2 separate regions of the Macaca mulatta genome follow, and region 1 is linked to region 2. The links are chromatin contacts, called in public Hi-C maps. All regions are on one chromosome and are shown on one strand. Each heading gives the region's core, a stretch centred on a gene start, on an enhancer-like site or on the middle of the called end of the contact. The rest is flanking DNA. Distances are from core to core; before and after follow the strand shown.

Region 1 (2,918 bases), core at 55-2,554, 250 kb before region 2:
TCCAATTCTGATGAGGCCCTGAGAGCCTTGCGTGGAGTGGTGCGGGGAGGTGGGGTCCGTGGCTGACCTCCTGGGCCTCTGGTTTACATGCTCGGCCACGGCCACTAGGGGGAGCTCAAGGCTTCCTCCCCCTCTGATCATACCTGGGCAACTCTCCATCCTCCAGGAGCCAACATCCGGGAACTCAGCCCCTCTGCAGGGCCAAGGCGAGGCGCACGAGCGAAGTGGCCCAAGACTCTCAGGCCCACGTGGCAACGTCTCTTTGGAATTCCCTTGGGATTTCTCTTGGGTGCTCCCTGTATTGGAATTGTTCTGGCTCCTCTAGTTGGATTCCTGCCTCTCAGACCCTTGGTATCCAGATGCACTTGAGCATCATCTACCTGCAATAGCCTAGCAGGAACAGGCCGGGAGGGGAGAAAGGGAGCAGGAAGGCCCAAGCTGGGGTTATGACCAGAAGCTTCAGTGCACCCACTGGGGAGGACTGAATATCTATTTCCTGAACCAACATTGGAGGACAGGCAGCTTATCAAGAATAGAGGGTCTTGGGGGTGGGCACCCTGGCTCATGCCTGTAATCCTACTACTTTGGGAGGCAGAAGTGGGCAGATCCCCTGAGGTCAACCTGGCCAACATGTTGAAACCCCATCTGTACTGAAAAGACAAAAATTAGCCAGGCGTGGTGGTGCGTGCCTGTAGTCCCAGCTATCCGAGAGGCTGAGGCAGGAGAATTGCTGGAACCTAGGAGGCAGAGGTTGCAATGGGCTGAGATCATGCCACTGCACTCCAGCCTAGGCAACAGAGCGAGACTCCTTCTCAAACAAACAAACAAAAAGAATCTGTTTCATAGTTACTAATGCTCTCAGGGGGGAGGTGGTATCTCTGTTTTTGTAGGCAAGGACAACAGACTTGGAGAAATGACAAACCCAAGGCCACACAGCTGTGAGTGATGGGATTTCATTTGAACCCAGGGCTGTGTGATGCAGGAACCTGTGTTCTGTCTACTCCACAACTCAGCCCAGGAAAGAATGCCTAATGAGCCATAAAAGCACAGGGTCACCTGTGGTACTAGAAGAGAACTTTGAAGTCACTGAATTTGATGTCCCTTCGGACTTGACACCCTTCTTTATTGTTTCTAACTATTGGTCACTAGTGAAAACTCTTGTGAATAAAACCAGCAAGGTTTCCTTCCTCTCCTGGCTCTCATCCACTTGGATTAGAATCTTTGTCTCTCTCTGTCTTTCTCCAGCCTGTGGGGCCTGACCACTAATATCTTTGTCCCCTCTCCTTGAGAAGGTCTGCTCTGTGTTTGACTAAAGACCCCATTACAGAAATGAAACCCTCCTAGCTTCTCTAACAATGCATCTTTTATTTAAAAGGACCCCCTTTAGCAAAAAGACCCTATGCTGGGATTTGAATCAAAGATCAGTAGAAGCAGAAGCCAGGAGCAAAAATGATGGGCTCCTTTGTGGTGGATCAGAGCAGGCCCAGGAGGAGCATGTTAAAGAAAGGTTGTCAGGCCACACCTTTGGGACACTTTGAACCAGCTTCCCTGCGAAGGTTCTCCAGACATTGCTCTGAGAAAGAGCGAGCTGCCCCCCCGGCTTCCTCTCCTCACCAGCTGCAGACTGGCATCCCTGTCTCCCGGAGTTCTCTGGTTCCTTTGGTCTCCTCTTGTCTGCTTGGCCAAAAGAGACATCACTTACTGGTGCCATGAAGTCAGAGCAACAACAGGCCTGTGCAGATGTGCAGAGGGTGGCTGGTACATGAGGGGGTGGGGAGCAAGCCCGGGTCTCATCAAAGCTGATGGCGATATGAGATTTAGTTCCTCTCTCCCACTCACTTCATTTGCACACTTTAATGCAACTTGCTGAATTACATGAGTTCAGTTGATAAGCCCCTCCCTGCAGAAAGTCTTCTAAGAGAAAGCACTCGCTGTGAATGCACTAATCAGATCCAGTGAGAAGTTATTATAGCACCTTTCCCTGAAATGCGATAATCCCGTTTCTAATTTACTGATTATGCAATAAGAAAATGCCTTCGTTAATTTCATGAGAAAAGCACATTAACCTACTTACAGATCTCATGTTTCCTCATGAAATCATGAATAGCGTCAGTTCCCTTTAATAAATGGAGGCCTTAAAGAAAATCAAGAATAATTACTTTGTTTATTAACATTCGGTGATTAACATTTCAAAAGCAATTTCAATAAATACAGTGTGACTCTGAAATGGGGCCTTGAGGTAGTGATCCGTATGGAGTAAAACAATGTTCCTTTGAACCTGGGGCAATTTAAAATTCGTGTTTTCGAAGGTGGCTGTGTATCACCAGTGTATGCACCAGTGAATCAAAAGATGTCCAAGAATCGAAGGTTACGGTGAATGCATCCAAGGTCACTCCTGCAAATGTTTTCGTGTTTATTATTCCAGGACAACAGGAGCCTGTCTGGAGTGCAAGATCCTTTTCTTTCTTTTTCTTTTTTTGAGACGAACTCTTGCTCGGTCACCCAGGCTGCAGTGCAGTGGTGCGATCTCAGCTCACTGCAACCTCCACCTCCTGGGTTCAAGCGATTCCTCTTGCCTCAGCCTCCCAAGTAGCTGGGACTACAGGCATGCGCTACCACGCCCAGCTAATTTTTGTATTTTTAGTAGAGACGAGGTTTCACCATGTTGGCCAGGCTGCTCTCAATCTCTTGACTTCATGATCCGCCTGCCTTGGCCTCCCAAAGTGCTGGAATTACAGGTGTAAGCCACTGTACCCCGGCCTGCATGGAACTTTTCTCTGCACACCCCACTCCTCCCATGTCTTCAGTGAGCTGGAGGCAGAAGCAGAGAGCAGATTCTTTTCTCTGACGATTGCTAGAGACCTTTGGGATATGCATTCTGGCAACACAGTCTTATTTCTTCACCTGCTCTGTGCTTT
Region 2 (2,880 bases), core at 107-2,606:
AAGGAAACTGCGAGGCCTTCCAGGGCGTGGTGGGAGGAAGGAGGCTGTAATTGTGCCCTGTGTCATCAGACTCGATGAGCACAGAACTGCCCCACTTCAAACCTTGCATTCTATGGCCATGGCTATGTGTCCCAAAGTGGATTTCACGGTAGCCCTGCTGTATTTCCCTAAATGGGTTCTGCGTCTGTGTGCGTGGAGGCATGTTGCATGTTGTTGCCTTGTTTGAGATTTCAAGCACATGTCAGCATATTCTGAAAGGCCTACTGTAAATAAACTCAATCGGAATAATGGGGTGTTTGTCCTAAATTCTTTGGACTGTAACACTGACCCATTACCATCACCGCGTAACACTTACAACACACATCCTGGCAGAATTGCTGTCCTGTTTAACACACCTGGGGAAATATTAGGCTTCACCATGTTTAATATGTGATAGATGGGGAAAGAGGACGGGTGGAAGGAAGGAAAAGGGAGGGGGTGAGAAAGAAGGAGGAAAGGAGGACTGGTGGAAGGAGGGGAGGAAGGAAAAAGGGAAGGAGGAGGGGAAGGGAGGGAGGGAAGAAGAGAGGGGAAGAGAAAAAGAGGGAAGCGAGGATTTCAACAATCAGAGCTTCAGCACTCCCAGGTTCCTTAACTTTGTTTTTTTTGTTTGTTTTGGAGACAGAGTTTCACACTTGTTGCCCAGGCTGGAGTGCAATGCCACCATCTCGGCTCACTGCAACCTCCGCCTCCCAGATTCAAGCAATTCTCCTGCCTCAGCCTCCCAAGTAGCTGGGATTACAGGCATGCGCCACCACCCCTGGCTAATTTTTGTATTTTAGTAGAGATGGGGTTTCACCATGTTGGTCAGGCTGGTCTCGAACTCCTGACCTCAAGTGAGCCGCCCTCCTCAGCCTCCCAAAGTGCTGGGATTACAGGCGTGAGCCACCGTGCCCGGCCACCAGGTTCCTTACCTTGATGAATGAAATTACTATATTTATTCCAGAGACAGGAGAAATTAGGCCAGACCTACAGGAGGTTTAATAAGAGAGTGTTCATGGCTGATTTTCTTACGTTCTTTCGGGTTCCTGGGGGAACAGGAACCTGGAGAGTAGGGCTCTGACTTTTTCCATCAGGGATCGATACTGACATACGGAAGCCGAGCTGCGGGCGGGGGTGAGCCCTGGGTGGCGAAGCTGCTGGCGCTTCTTTGTTGCTTGGTCTTTCTTGATAACATTTCATATTCTCCTTTCTTCTCTGTGTTTGTTTACTTCTCCCTATCCAGACCTCCCTCTCTTCTTTTCTACCCAAATATCTGTCCCCTCCTCTCATTAGACACCTCCTAAGCCCTCTCAAGTTGCTTAACTGCCCATAAGGCACATGAAGTGTGTGGGTGCCTGTGTGTACTATTTGTAGTTGAAGCTGCTAAGGTTACTAACTAGATAGAGCTTTTAGTTCCCTTTTTAAAAATCCTAAAAACAGCTGAATGTGACATTTGCCTTTTTTTTTTTTCCTTGTATCTCCAGACTGAATTATGTTCCCTTTATGAGCGATCCTTGACCAGTTTCATTTTTCCTCCCCGAGAGGCTAGGGGCCCCAGAAGCACCCACTTCTGGCCTCATTTGTTCTGCGGCTGACCCTGGGTGAGCCGGGAGCCCCGAGGACAGGGAATGGCAATGAGGAATGCCGTGGGTGAAGGTTGCCGGGATCTTGTGGGTTGTAACTGTCTAGATCTCCACTGAGACGTGTTCTGAATGTGCCCGGGAGAGTGGTACGCAGCCAGACAGGGTGTCGGAGGAGAGCTGCTGCGTGGGGAGAAAGGGTCGAATGGAAAATTATGTTTTCTTTCCTAGTAATTGTTTTGACATGAGCAGTAATTAGCTATCAGCTGACAGACCAGAACCGAAGTGAGAACAAGGGATTGGATTAGGGGCGAAACGTCTCCCCTTTATACAGTTCCTGGTGGCTGCAAGTGTGGGGAAACCCTGGGGCAGAGGAGAGGCAGGACTGAGCATGCATTTGGAGGGTCTAGGGAGGTAGGGAGTCTGGGTCTCCTCAGGAGCTGGGACAACCTTGGTTCATGGGGACTCAGCGTTATCAAAGATATTTATTACCTACTCAGGTAAAAACTTGTGCATTTCATTTTCGACAGCAGATTAAACATGGTTCCCTTGTGTATTGTTTGATTTTAAGATCAAGGTCATGTTGGCTTTGTAAAATAGACCTAGAAGACTGCCACACATTTCTATGCCTGGGTATTTCTTTCTTGAGTGTGTGAATGAATTTGCCCATCAAACCATCTGGGTCCAGTGCGTTTTGGGAGGAGGCCATTTTTCAAAGGTTTTACTTCTTTTTGGCATCTCTTGAAACCCTTTTGATGATTTGAATCTCATGGGAGGTTTGGTGTTGAAGATATAGAATTCTAAGTCATAGGTTCTTGCATTTAAAAAGTTTCTACTGTAAGTACAGCACAGTGGCTCACGCCTGTAATCCCAGCACTTTGGGAGGCTGAGGCTGGCGGATCACTTGAGGTCAGGAGTTCGAGACCAGCCTGGTCAACACAATGAAACCCCGTCTCCACTAAAAATACAAACATTAGCTGGGCATGGTGGCAGGCGTCTGTAATCCCAGCTACTCGGGAGGCTGAGGCAGGAGAATCACTTGAACCTGGGAGGCGGAGGTCACAGTAAGCCGAGATCACGCCATTACACTCCAGCCTGGGCAATGAAGCAAGACTCTGTCTCAAAAAAAAAAAAGAAAAAGTTTCTACTATATTTGTTGTGTCATTGTTTTCTTTCTAATCCCTAATTCTGAGCGTTTGTATTCTCTTTCCCTCTCAAATTACCCTGGCTTATCTGCTGTTTTTATTGTTGTGATACACACACACTGAACCAGTCATGG

Evidence for each region. A called contact is a pair of places that touch in the nucleus more often than the background predicts.
Region 1: a Hi-C map of liver shows a contact between it and region 2, with 6 times the contacts expected there. The contact joins two enhancer-like sites. A contact is called at or near these places in 5 of 14 Hi-C or Micro-C datasets (blood, cortical neurons, fibroblasts and 2 more).

Annotation. Positions count from the first base shown.
Region 1 is chr16:11,736,272-11,739,189 of T2T-MMU8v2.0, reverse strand. No RefSeq gene overlaps it. Among named protein-coding and RNA genes, the nearest start is that of GAS7, 26 kb to the right of the region's middle. Within about 2 kb of position 1,304, at least 3 of the 40 cell types and tissues checked have an H3K27ac peak or open chromatin away from gene starts, as enhancers often do.
Region 2 is chr16:11,485,422-11,488,301 of T2T-MMU8v2.0, reverse strand. All of the region lies in intron 3 of GAS7 (growth arrest specific 7), which reads left to right. Among named protein-coding and RNA genes, the nearest start is that of RCVRN, 70 kb to the right of the region's middle. Within about 2 kb of position 1,356, at least 6 of the 40 cell types and tissues checked have an H3K27ac peak or open chromatin away from gene starts, as enhancers often do.